2 separate regions of the Rattus norvegicus genome follow, and region 2 is linked to region 1. A link is a contact called in public Hi-C data. All regions are on one chromosome and are shown on one strand. The core of a region is the stretch at or near the end of the contact, and the rest is flanking DNA. Distances in the headings are between cores, read along the strand shown. Region 1 overlaps Ubash3b (ubiquitin associated and SH3 domain containing, B). Region 2 holds the start of Ubash3b (ubiquitin associated and SH3 domain containing, B).

Region 1 (5,023 bases), core at 2,480-4,979:
CACATTCCCACTGCAAGAACAAACTACACTATCACCCCAGCCCTTCACTGCGTCTTACAAGGTGGCCACACTCAAGTGTCCTTCTTGGTCACCACCTCAGACACTATCTGCTCAGCATATTACAGAAGGGAAGACTTCATCTGAGGTTGGAAGGTTCCCGTCCGGAGCCTCCAGTGTGGCTGGTGAACTGTGGGACAGCAATGACCGTTCACTGAACTGAGGGACTTCCTGTCTTCTGTGGCTGGAGGGGGAAGAGTGGAGTAGCCCACAGGGCTACTGTGGGTTTCTGGGGTCTTCTCAGTGGAGTCCAGCATCTCTGAGAGAGACTGGACTTGCAAGTCCAGAGCGTGGAGGTCTGGAGCATGAACTACCACCAGGTCTACCATGGAGACAGAAACAGATGTCAAGGGAAACAACATGGTGCTTGACATAGGCTACTGTCACAGAAAGAGACTTTGGTATGTTTTTCTGTGGTTTTTCATATGAGATGGGGTCTCATATGGCCCAGGCTGGCCTGAAACATTCTATGTGGAAACTAATGACCATGAACTTCTGATCCTTCTCTTTTAGCCCCACAAGTGCTGAGATTGTAGCCATAAGTACCATGCCTGGATTTGTAGTAGTAGTTGTTGTTGTTTGGGGGTTCTATTGTTCTTGCTTTATTTGCTAGTTGGGTTCTTTTGTTACTGGTTTGCCATTTAAATCTGTAGGCCAAGCTCTCACTGTGTATCTCTGGCTAGCCTAAAACTCACTATGTAGAGCAGGCTGGCCTCAAACTCAGAGATCTGACTGCCTCTGCCTCCCCAAAGGCATGTGTCACCGTGCCTGGCTTGGCTTTTGTTTTGTGTTTTTGAGGTAGGGTCTCGGGTAGTCAAGCCTGGTCTTGAACATTCTATGTAGCCAAGGACGGCTTTGAACTCCTTTACCCTGAAAGAGCTAGGATTACATGTGCCACTGCACTGGTTTCATTCAGTGTTAGGGTTGGGAACCAGGATTTCATGCATGCTAGGCAAGTGCCCTACCAGCTGGACACTCTGCCCAACCTATAAATGAACCTTTACCAGAAGAGGGAGGAAGAGCAAGCACAGTATGTATGTATGAGGTTGGTGCTAGCCTCAGTTTCAGACACACTCTGGGAAGCCAATACAGCCCTTCAGTATGTTTCTTACACTGGTTTGTGGCCTTACTGGCAAATCTTGGGTGCCTTTCCTTGCAGAGGGCCAGCCTGGGATACAGAACAGACAGCCTATAGTTTGTCAGGAGGATTGAAGACGTTCTACTCAATGCCTGTGTTCAAAGTCTTTCCCACGTTTCCAGTCTTGCTTTTCTACCAGAGAGAGAAATAAATGGAAGGTCACCTCTTGTCCTCTGTTTTCAAGTTGGCTGCCAGCCTCAGGCACATTCTGAGCTGCCCCGGGGTCATGCAGAGGTGCTCAGCTCAGAAGACAGCCCTGAGAGTCTCTGATGTGTCTACCCAAAAGCCACATACAAAAGAAAAAAAAAGTTTTGTAGGGCTCTGAGTATTTTATATGAACAGAGCCCGGATTCTATCCCCAATACCACATGAATGGGTCCCCAGCACCATATGATGGCTCACAACCATCTGTAACTCCAGTTCCTAGGGATCCAAAGCCCTCTTCTGACCTCCATGGTCACCAGGCATACACATGGTGCACCCATGGACATGCAGGCAAGATACCTATACACGTATAAAACCTGCATGGTGGCACAATGTAATCAGAAGTTCAAGGTCATCCTTGGCTACACAGTTAACTTTAGGCCAGCCTGGGCTAAATAAGACCTTGTCTCAAAACAAGGCATGGTTTGGCCATTGTGTCTCCATTGTCCGCTGCAGCACAAATGGCTTCTTTGTGTGTCTGGACTTTGCTACTGAGAAACAGAATTGACTCCACCTAAGTCTGCCTGACCCTCAGAATGGCACAGACCGTTAAACTAATTTCCAACAAAGAGTTGTCTGGTTAATTAGGCCATTTTAAATTCAATTAAATGTGTTAGGTATGAAAGATTAATGCTATCCTGCAGGTTGAGTGGGTTTTTTTTTTATTTTTTGCATCTTGGAGATCATATTAAATATTTCCAAAATGTAAGGTTGTCTTGGCGACATGAAGAAGAGATATAATTAATTTAATTTTGGTTATGTCAGGTGTTTTATCCACTCGGAGGATTCTGTACCTGGCCTTGTATCTTCTTTTTTCTTTACAAATAGGTCTTTTGAACACAGACAACTGGAACGCACACAATGGGCTGGGGTGCGGGTAGGGGGTGGGGGGAGGCTGTGTTCCTGACTAAGAGCCTCTCTGAGTAGACTACACTGCAGTAGGGAAAAGTGTCTCTAAGCCCCAGATCAGAAATCTAAAAGGCTCTCACAGTTTCTTTTCAAGTTTAGCATGGTGTTTGAGGCGGTTCTCAACCTGTGGGTCGCATGTCAGCTGTCCTGCATACCGGACACTTAACGTGACGGTTCATAACAGTAGCAAAATTACGGTTATGAAATAGCAAAGAAAATAATTTTATGGTCGAGGGCATGTCTTAGTCAGGGTTTCTATTCCTGCACAAACATCATGACCAAGAAGCAAGCTGGGGAGGAAAGGGTTTATTCAGCTTACACTTCCACATTGCTGTTCATCACCAAAGGAAGTCAGGACTGGAACTCAAGCAGGTCAGGAAGCAGGAACTGATGCAGAGGCCATGGAGGGATGTTTCTTACTGGTTTGCTTCCCCTGCCTTGTTCATCTTGCTTTCTTATAGAACCCGAGACCATCAACCCAGGGACAGCACCACCCACAATGGGCTGGGTCCTCCCACCTTGACCACTAGTTGCAAAAATGTCTTACAATTGGATCTCACGAGGGCATTTCCACAACTGAGGCTCCTTTTCCTGTGGTAACTCCAGCTTGTGTCAAGTTGACACACAAAACCAGCCAATACAAGGGCACCACATGAGGAACTATATCAAGGGAGCACAGCATGGGGAAGGTTGAAAAGCACTGAGCTAGAGTAACATGGAGAACAGTTTCATAGGGAATTAAGAGAAGAGGCTCTTGTGGCATCTGGATATGACTGACTCAAACCTGGATCAGACCGTGGTCCCTGAAAGATACCCACCAATCAGGAACCAGCACTGCGGGCCTTTGGCTTGGCTCTTCATTTTCATCTGATTCTGTGCAATTTCTTAAGGAAAAACAGGCAGGGGGTGAGGGGACAACGAAGAGAAGGAAAGAGGGAAGGGGCTGGGAGAAAGAGAAGGACTGTGGGTGAGAAAGGAAGGAGGAAAGGAGAGGGGGAATGCTGTCACAGGCAAACCAGCAGGAAAGTTTCTTTGTGAACCTTCTAAAGCATGATCCTTGAGGCCATCTTTCCACATGCAAAGATCTGAAGATCCTGGGAGCTGGGAGCAGCAGGAGGACTCCCAGCTAAGGGGAGACTCCCAGCAGAGAGGAGGACTCCCAGCAGAGGGGAGGACCCCCAGCAGAGAGGATTCCCAGCTGAGGGGAGGACTCCCAGCTGAGGGGAGGACTCCCAGCAGAGGGGGGAGGACCCTCAGTAGAGGGTAGAACCCCCAAAGGGGAGGACTCACAGCAGAGGAGGTGATTGGTTGGCGATACTGCTGGCTCCTCCCAGCGGCTGGGACCTTCATAGAGGCCCGTTTGGCTCATCTGTCTTGTCCCTCAGCCCTTGCTTTTGTGTCAGCTGTTCTGGTCTCCTTCCTTGGTAGGCAGAAAGCAGGATGTTTTGTTTCATTGTCAACTACAAATGATTTAAGACCAGGCTGTTTGATGTGATGGAATGTCGGGAACTCACAGAGTGTCCCCACCCACTGGTCTCACGTGAGACCACCCTACCAAGAGTGTTTGTCCTCCGAACTGCCCCAACGTCACCTGAAGGTGGGGCTGGACTCTCACAGTCCAGGCTGAAGGGGAGCTTCTCTACCTGCAGAGGACGGGACTCTGAAGTGAAACCCCTGCCAGCCTCTGAGTTGCGCTGAGGGGAGCAGATGCCTGGCCTGAGCTGGGGCTTGGCCGTTCCCATCATCCTCCCACTGGCCCTTGGCGTTGGCCCCAGGGGTAGGCCGTGGGGGTGGTGCTCTATGGCAACTTGCTCTTCATCTGAGCAGAGCTGGGAGTCTGCAGCTGCTGTTCCGCGCGGGCCTGTTCTGTGGGCAGAGTTCTGGGAACAGACTCAATCCGTTGTAACCAGCTTGCTTTGAGCCTCCCGGCCTCCCTCTGAGGAATGGGGTTTTCCCTGCCTAGCAAGTTCACTCCTCTGTTTCAGAGGTATGAATTGACTTTCTAGAAACCTTTAGAAGTACATTTAAGAACCACTGTGCGCTCACCACAAAGCCCTGACAGCCTGAGTTCAATCCATTACCGCAGGAGGGTACCAACTCCTGCAGCTCCTCTGGCCTCATCACCACCACACTTCCCTCCCCCAAAAAAGGAGGGAGGCGGAAGCTGGAGAGTTAGCTCAGCAGTTAAAAGCACTTGCTGCTCTTCCAGAGGACCAGAGTTTAGTTCCCAGCACCCGCGTGCTGGCTCACAATCTTCTATAACTCCAGTTCTGTGGGAGTCAGTGCCCTGACCTCTGTTGGTACTAGGCACGAACACGGTACATACACATACATGCAGACGTGTCAAATAAATCTAAAAAGACAGGTTTAAAAACAATGTTTAAAACCTATTTCTTCCAGAATATTTCTTAAGGCTCAAGGGCCCTTGGTGCTGTTGCCAACACAGCTAACCCTCTCCGGGCAGGGTGTGTTAAGTACGAAGCTCCTCCCTCAGCCTTGCATTCTGTGTGAAGACCTGTTTAGGTGTCTTTAACCTGTATGCCACTCAAACCTTCCATTATCTCAATCCACCCTCCCACCTCTGAACCTTCTCCAAATAACAAGACTTTTAAGTTAGGGAGACCATAACTTAATTAGATCTCTCATTTCCAGAGGATTCTCGTGGCGGCTTCTCCAAAGAAATAAATTAAATTTCAGTCAGCTGTATTTCGTTGG
Region 2 (4,769 bases), core at 822-3,321, 100 kb before region 1:
GGCTCACTAAACCAGAGCTGCTGTTTTGTGCACGGCTTTGGATGCACACAGTGCTGCCACAGACAGTATTTTCTCTTGGACTGAAATCCAGATCATCTGGCTCAAGCCCAGATATCTGAAAAAAGGGCTTTAGAATGCTGACTGCTATCCAGTAGACTCCCGAACACATCCCAAGGAGATTAGTCTATGGGTTATGGTTTTCCAAGCTGCCTCCAACCACTGCCTTAGCTAGACATTTCCTCTCTGGGAAGAAGAAACTCTCCCACCAAGGAAGTGGTAATTGCCCTCAGTCTCATTCATAATACCAGGCAGAAATATGCAAATTCTTACCCAGACTTCCTTGGTCTCACCTTCCCACTTCCAAATGCCATGGGTACTTTGAAGAAACACCAGTGGAGGATGAGAGGTCAGGGAATTAAACTTCAATTTTCTTGGGTGCCTTATAAAGCAACATTTAAAGCTACAGTGAGGGCTTTCTTTATACATGCTGGTCACCCTCCCTTGCACCCTAAGCAGGCAAGCAGGGAAGAACTGTGGTATCTAGAGAGTCTGGTGTGTAGGGAGTTCAGCAACTATTGTTACGTAGATGAGACTCCAAGGCTGTTGAGGAGAGAGGTAACTTGCCCAGGGCAACACAATGAGTCATCTCTTCACTTGGGAGCTCTTTGATTTTCCTCTGCCCCTCTGAGATGAGTTTTCTCATCTATAGAACGAGACTATACAGGTAGGCATCCTCGAGGCCACTTGTAAAAGGCTCGTGGTTAATTCAGCTATTATGCTTAGCACAATCATTGGCATACAAATAGATCCAATAAATGTTAGGTATCATCATCATCACTACCACCACCACCATCAACATCACCACCACGGCCATCACCGCCATTACTACTACTATTCCCCCAAAGAAGATCTGTGCCTCTTCTATTACACCAAATGGAATCAGTTCTTGATTGAGAAAAATGGCTTTGTTTCCTGATGATCACACTTTAATGGGCAACAGCAGTAATGACTTCTGTTCTTTGAGGCAGGATTGCTGGTTCTACTGAGCTGGGTGTGTGTGTGTGTGTGTGTGCGCGCGCGCGCGCGCACGCACGCGCGCGCCTCTCATTTGTGGCCTCTGGGCAGCAGGGATCCAGTCTTCGAACCCTTTTATTGATAGGGTGCATGCTGTCTTATGAAAGTCAACACTTTCCATTTGTAAGTGCTATAATTAGTGTCCTTTCTCTCTTCCTTCTCTTTCTAGCTCCTAGCCCTTCATTTCTCTGCTTCCCCTCCCTTTTTTTTCTTCCCCTTTCTCTTTTCCCTTCCTCCCTGGCCTCTGCTCTCTCAGGTCCTACCATTTCCAAAACTCAGACGCCCCTTTCCAGAAGTCGCTCTCCAGTCAATCACTGAGGGCTGTGGCCTACAGTGAGGTAACAACTTTGTAACTTTAGCGGGATCTATTTGAAGTGACACCTTTCCCGGGCCTTACGGCTTAGCCTTCTGCTCCTCTCATCTAGTCATGCAGTAGGTTTCCATTACTGACCTCGCCAATGATCAAATGAAACGTGAAATGGGCTATTCTGGAGCCTCGAGGCCCAGATGGGTCGATATGCAAGCCAAGGGGCAAAGCTAGGGCCCTGCGAATCGAAGCACACTGGCCTACTTCGTTGCCGGAGAGGAGACCTTCTGTCTAGAAGCAATCCCTACTATGGCTGGCTGGATTCCAGCCAGCCCAGCTTGGGCCGGCGCGGCCGCTTTAAGAGAGGGGCGGGGCCCGGCACAGGCGAGGCAGGGCCTGCCCACAAGGCTGCTTTTCCTTTTTGATCCATTCAAAAATTACTCATTGCAAATTCCCGGACAGCTCAGGGAGGAGAAGCTGGGGGGGGCGGAGGACAGAGAAAGCTGCAGCAGCGCAACGCTGGGACTCCTGGACCCCGCGGGCTGAGGTCGGACCTGCAGCAGCCACCGGCCCGCGCCGAGCTCCAGTAGCCTCTCCAGGAAGCGTCAGTCTCAGCTCGGAGATCTGGGAGCGCCGCCCCCGCCGTCCTCCCGGGACCCCCGGCTCTGGCGCGCGGGCGATGGGCGGCCGCTGAGCGGTCACTCGGCATCGCGACCCCAGCCCTAGGCATGGCCGCGCGCGAGGAGCTGTACAGCAAAGTCACCCCGCGTAGGGACCGCCTGCAGCGTCCGGGCACCGTCAGGCATGGGTCGGCGCTGGACCTGCTCCTGTCCATGGGCTTCCCCCGCGCCCGCGCGTAAGTCACCCGCTTCGGCCCCTCGACCCTCGACTTCGCTCCGGCTCGCCGTGCTGGCGCTGCCTGAGACCTGCTTAGGGAAACGCGATGGGCGTACTGGAGGCGGGAGTGCCGGGCTAGGGGCTTGCTTGGGGATGCTGGACGTCCGGGGCATCGGGTTCGAATCCCTGGTTTCGCGGGTAGCTCTGGGCGATTCGCGCGCGCTCCCCCAGAGGTCTTCTTATATTAAGCCCAGGAGAGGCGGGTCCCTTGGAGGACTTGGGTCCCCTATCGATCCAGAGTGCTGAGCAGGTTTGGAAGCGGGGGTCGGGGGTCGGTCTACTGGTGGCTGGGGAAAGGCAAGGGGCAGCAGGGCAGGGTGGCCGGCGCCCCCGCTGCAGCGGCTTCCAGCTCCGGATGTCGCTCTTGAGCTCCGGCTCCCTCCGGAGTGGGAGGAGCGGGAGCGTGGGTGTCGCTGCGTGTTCATTGATAGAGAGGATGGGATGGGAAGGAGAATTCCTCCAGGGGACCAGGGTTCTCGTCAGTGGTGACGGCAGCGCAGAAAGCTGTGGGTGCTCGAAAGTATGGGGTTGGGGAGCTGCCCTCCTGCCTCCTTATTCCTTTCTGAGGGTGGGCAGGCGAAGGGCAGAGAGCGCAGGTGGCTGTCGCTGTAGCCTTCTGGGAAGAGCAGGGTTGCCAGCGCCAGGCTGCAACAGTTCTCTGGAGCTGGTGCACACCAGGGCAAGGGGCTGGAATCTCGTCTGATAGAAAGCCGGCGCCTTCTCTGGTTAATTCCTGGCTTGCTTGTTTCCTCGGTGGGGACACAAAGTTCGGAAGGTGCAGCTCTCTCACTCTTTTAATTACATCACCAGAATTGAAGAGTTGGCGAACTTAATCAGATAGGGTCGAGTCAGTAAGTTCGTTCCTTCCTCGGCGTTCATTCATGCGGTAACTCCAGGGGTGTCCTTCCTTTGAGCCTTGTTTTCTTACTAACCTGGGGGCAGCCTAAGCAAAGCGGACTCCTATTCAGGAATGTATGATCCTACCCAACCTGCTCAGACAGGCTGCAGTGCTGTTTGGCCCGGTCCGTGAAAGGCTAAAAAGTGGACCAAGATATTTGCTTCCTGCTGACTTTGAAATATTAGGACTTCAGCACAGCACAGGGAGAGGATGTGAAAGGTTTTGCATGGGATGCCAAGTGAGGGTCCTTCATGGAAAGCCTTGAGGATGGGTGGGGATCTAGGGCCTCGTGAGAACTGGGGCGGAGTCCAAATATGCTGTAGAAGTTGCTTAGTTCTAGGCTGCTGCCATTTCTGAAGTGAGATCAGCGTCAAGGACCCGAATTGCTTAATTAAATGATGAAGCGCTAGAGTGGACTCTTTAGATTTTCATATTTGATATTCAGTGAGCTTTAAGTCTGTTTTCTTCAATGGGCCTCAGAGGCCTTGCTCGGGTCATGATAGACTAGGATGGCTTGCCTATGTCTTCTTTAATCCCCGAGATCACATAATAGCAAGATTACTGATGACGTACTATTGATGCTTGGAAACACTGTATTTTCATTTCCTACATATACTCCTAGTGAAGACATATTCCATGCCTGTTTTATGACTTAGGAAGCTGGTGTTTGAAGAGGTTATGCAGTATACTTAGGGTCACAGTAGTTAGGGAGAAAGCAGAGACTCCAACCCAGACCTTGTGTCTTCACTGTCAGACCTCAGAGGAAGAGCCGTGGGGTTCTGTGTGGGTGAGATACTCTGAGCAGTGCCCTGCACACTGTCAGGCATTAAGTGGTAACACTATATCTGTTTCTATTGGCTGCCGGCTGGATGGCTTACATCAGCAGAAATGTGTTCTCTCTATATTCTAGAGGACAGATGTTCAAAGTTGCTCTCTCCCTGGGATAAAACTGTGTTGGTGCGGTTGTACTCCCTCTGAAGGCTCTAGGGGAGAATCTATTCCATTCTGCCAGCTTCTGGTGGCTGGTGGGCATTGTTTGGTTGTGACTGCCTCATTCCATCCAGTCTGTACCCTTAATTCTATTCTCTTTGCACTAAAATCTTCTGAGTGTCTTTTATGATACACATAGAAAACTCTGTGTGTGTGTGTGTGCGTGTGTGCGAGCATGCGTGAGAGAGAGAGAGAGAGAGAGAGAGAGAGAGAACAACAGCTTATGAAGTCTAGTTGTCTTCTTGTACCACATGGTTCTCAAGGGACAAACACAGGACATCAAGCTTGATGGTAAACACTTGATACAATCAACCCCAGCTCTGTCCCTGACATCAGCAAATGGCAGGACTCTGTTCTTTTTCGTGGCTTAGTAGTATTCCGTGAATGCGTATGATGGCCTTGTGGTCCTCGTGGGTAATCTGGAATAACTACCCATGTCAAAGCCACCCCTGAACTTCATAACATCATTCTTGTAAAGTCTTTTCTTTGCCGTGTAGTGTTTATAGGTTTTAGGGATTAAGACATAGAAACCTGGCAATGGTGGCTCAGCCCTTTAATCCCGCACATGGGCGGAAGTGGTAGACAGCCTGGTCTACAGAGTGA

Evidence for each region. Hi-C and Micro-C count contacts between places; a contact is called where the count stands out from the background.
Region 2: a Hi-C map of frontal cortex shows a contact between it and region 1, with 1.6 times the contacts expected there. The contact joins the promoter of Ubash3b here to the enhancer-like site in region 1. A contact is called at or near these places in 2 of 12 Hi-C or Micro-C datasets (the A7r5 cell line and frontal cortex) and 1 of 1 datasets of contacts at active chromatin or transcription factors (oligodendrocytes).

Annotation. Positions count from the first base shown.
Region 1 is chr8:50,325,472-50,330,494 of GRCr8, reverse strand. The region is part of intron 1 of Ubash3b (ubiquitin associated and SH3 domain containing, B); the gene reads left to right. Among named protein-coding and RNA genes, the nearest start is that of Crtam, 54 kb to the right of the region's middle. Within about 2 kb of position 3,729, at least 53 of the 93 cell types and tissues checked have an H3K27ac peak or open chromatin away from gene starts, as enhancers often do.
Region 2 is chr8:50,426,323-50,431,091 of GRCr8, reverse strand. Ubash3b (ubiquitin associated and SH3 domain containing, B) reads left to right here and starts at 2,071. Exons shown (of 14, transcript NM_001191792.1): 1 at 2,071-2,237. The coding sequence starts at 2,110.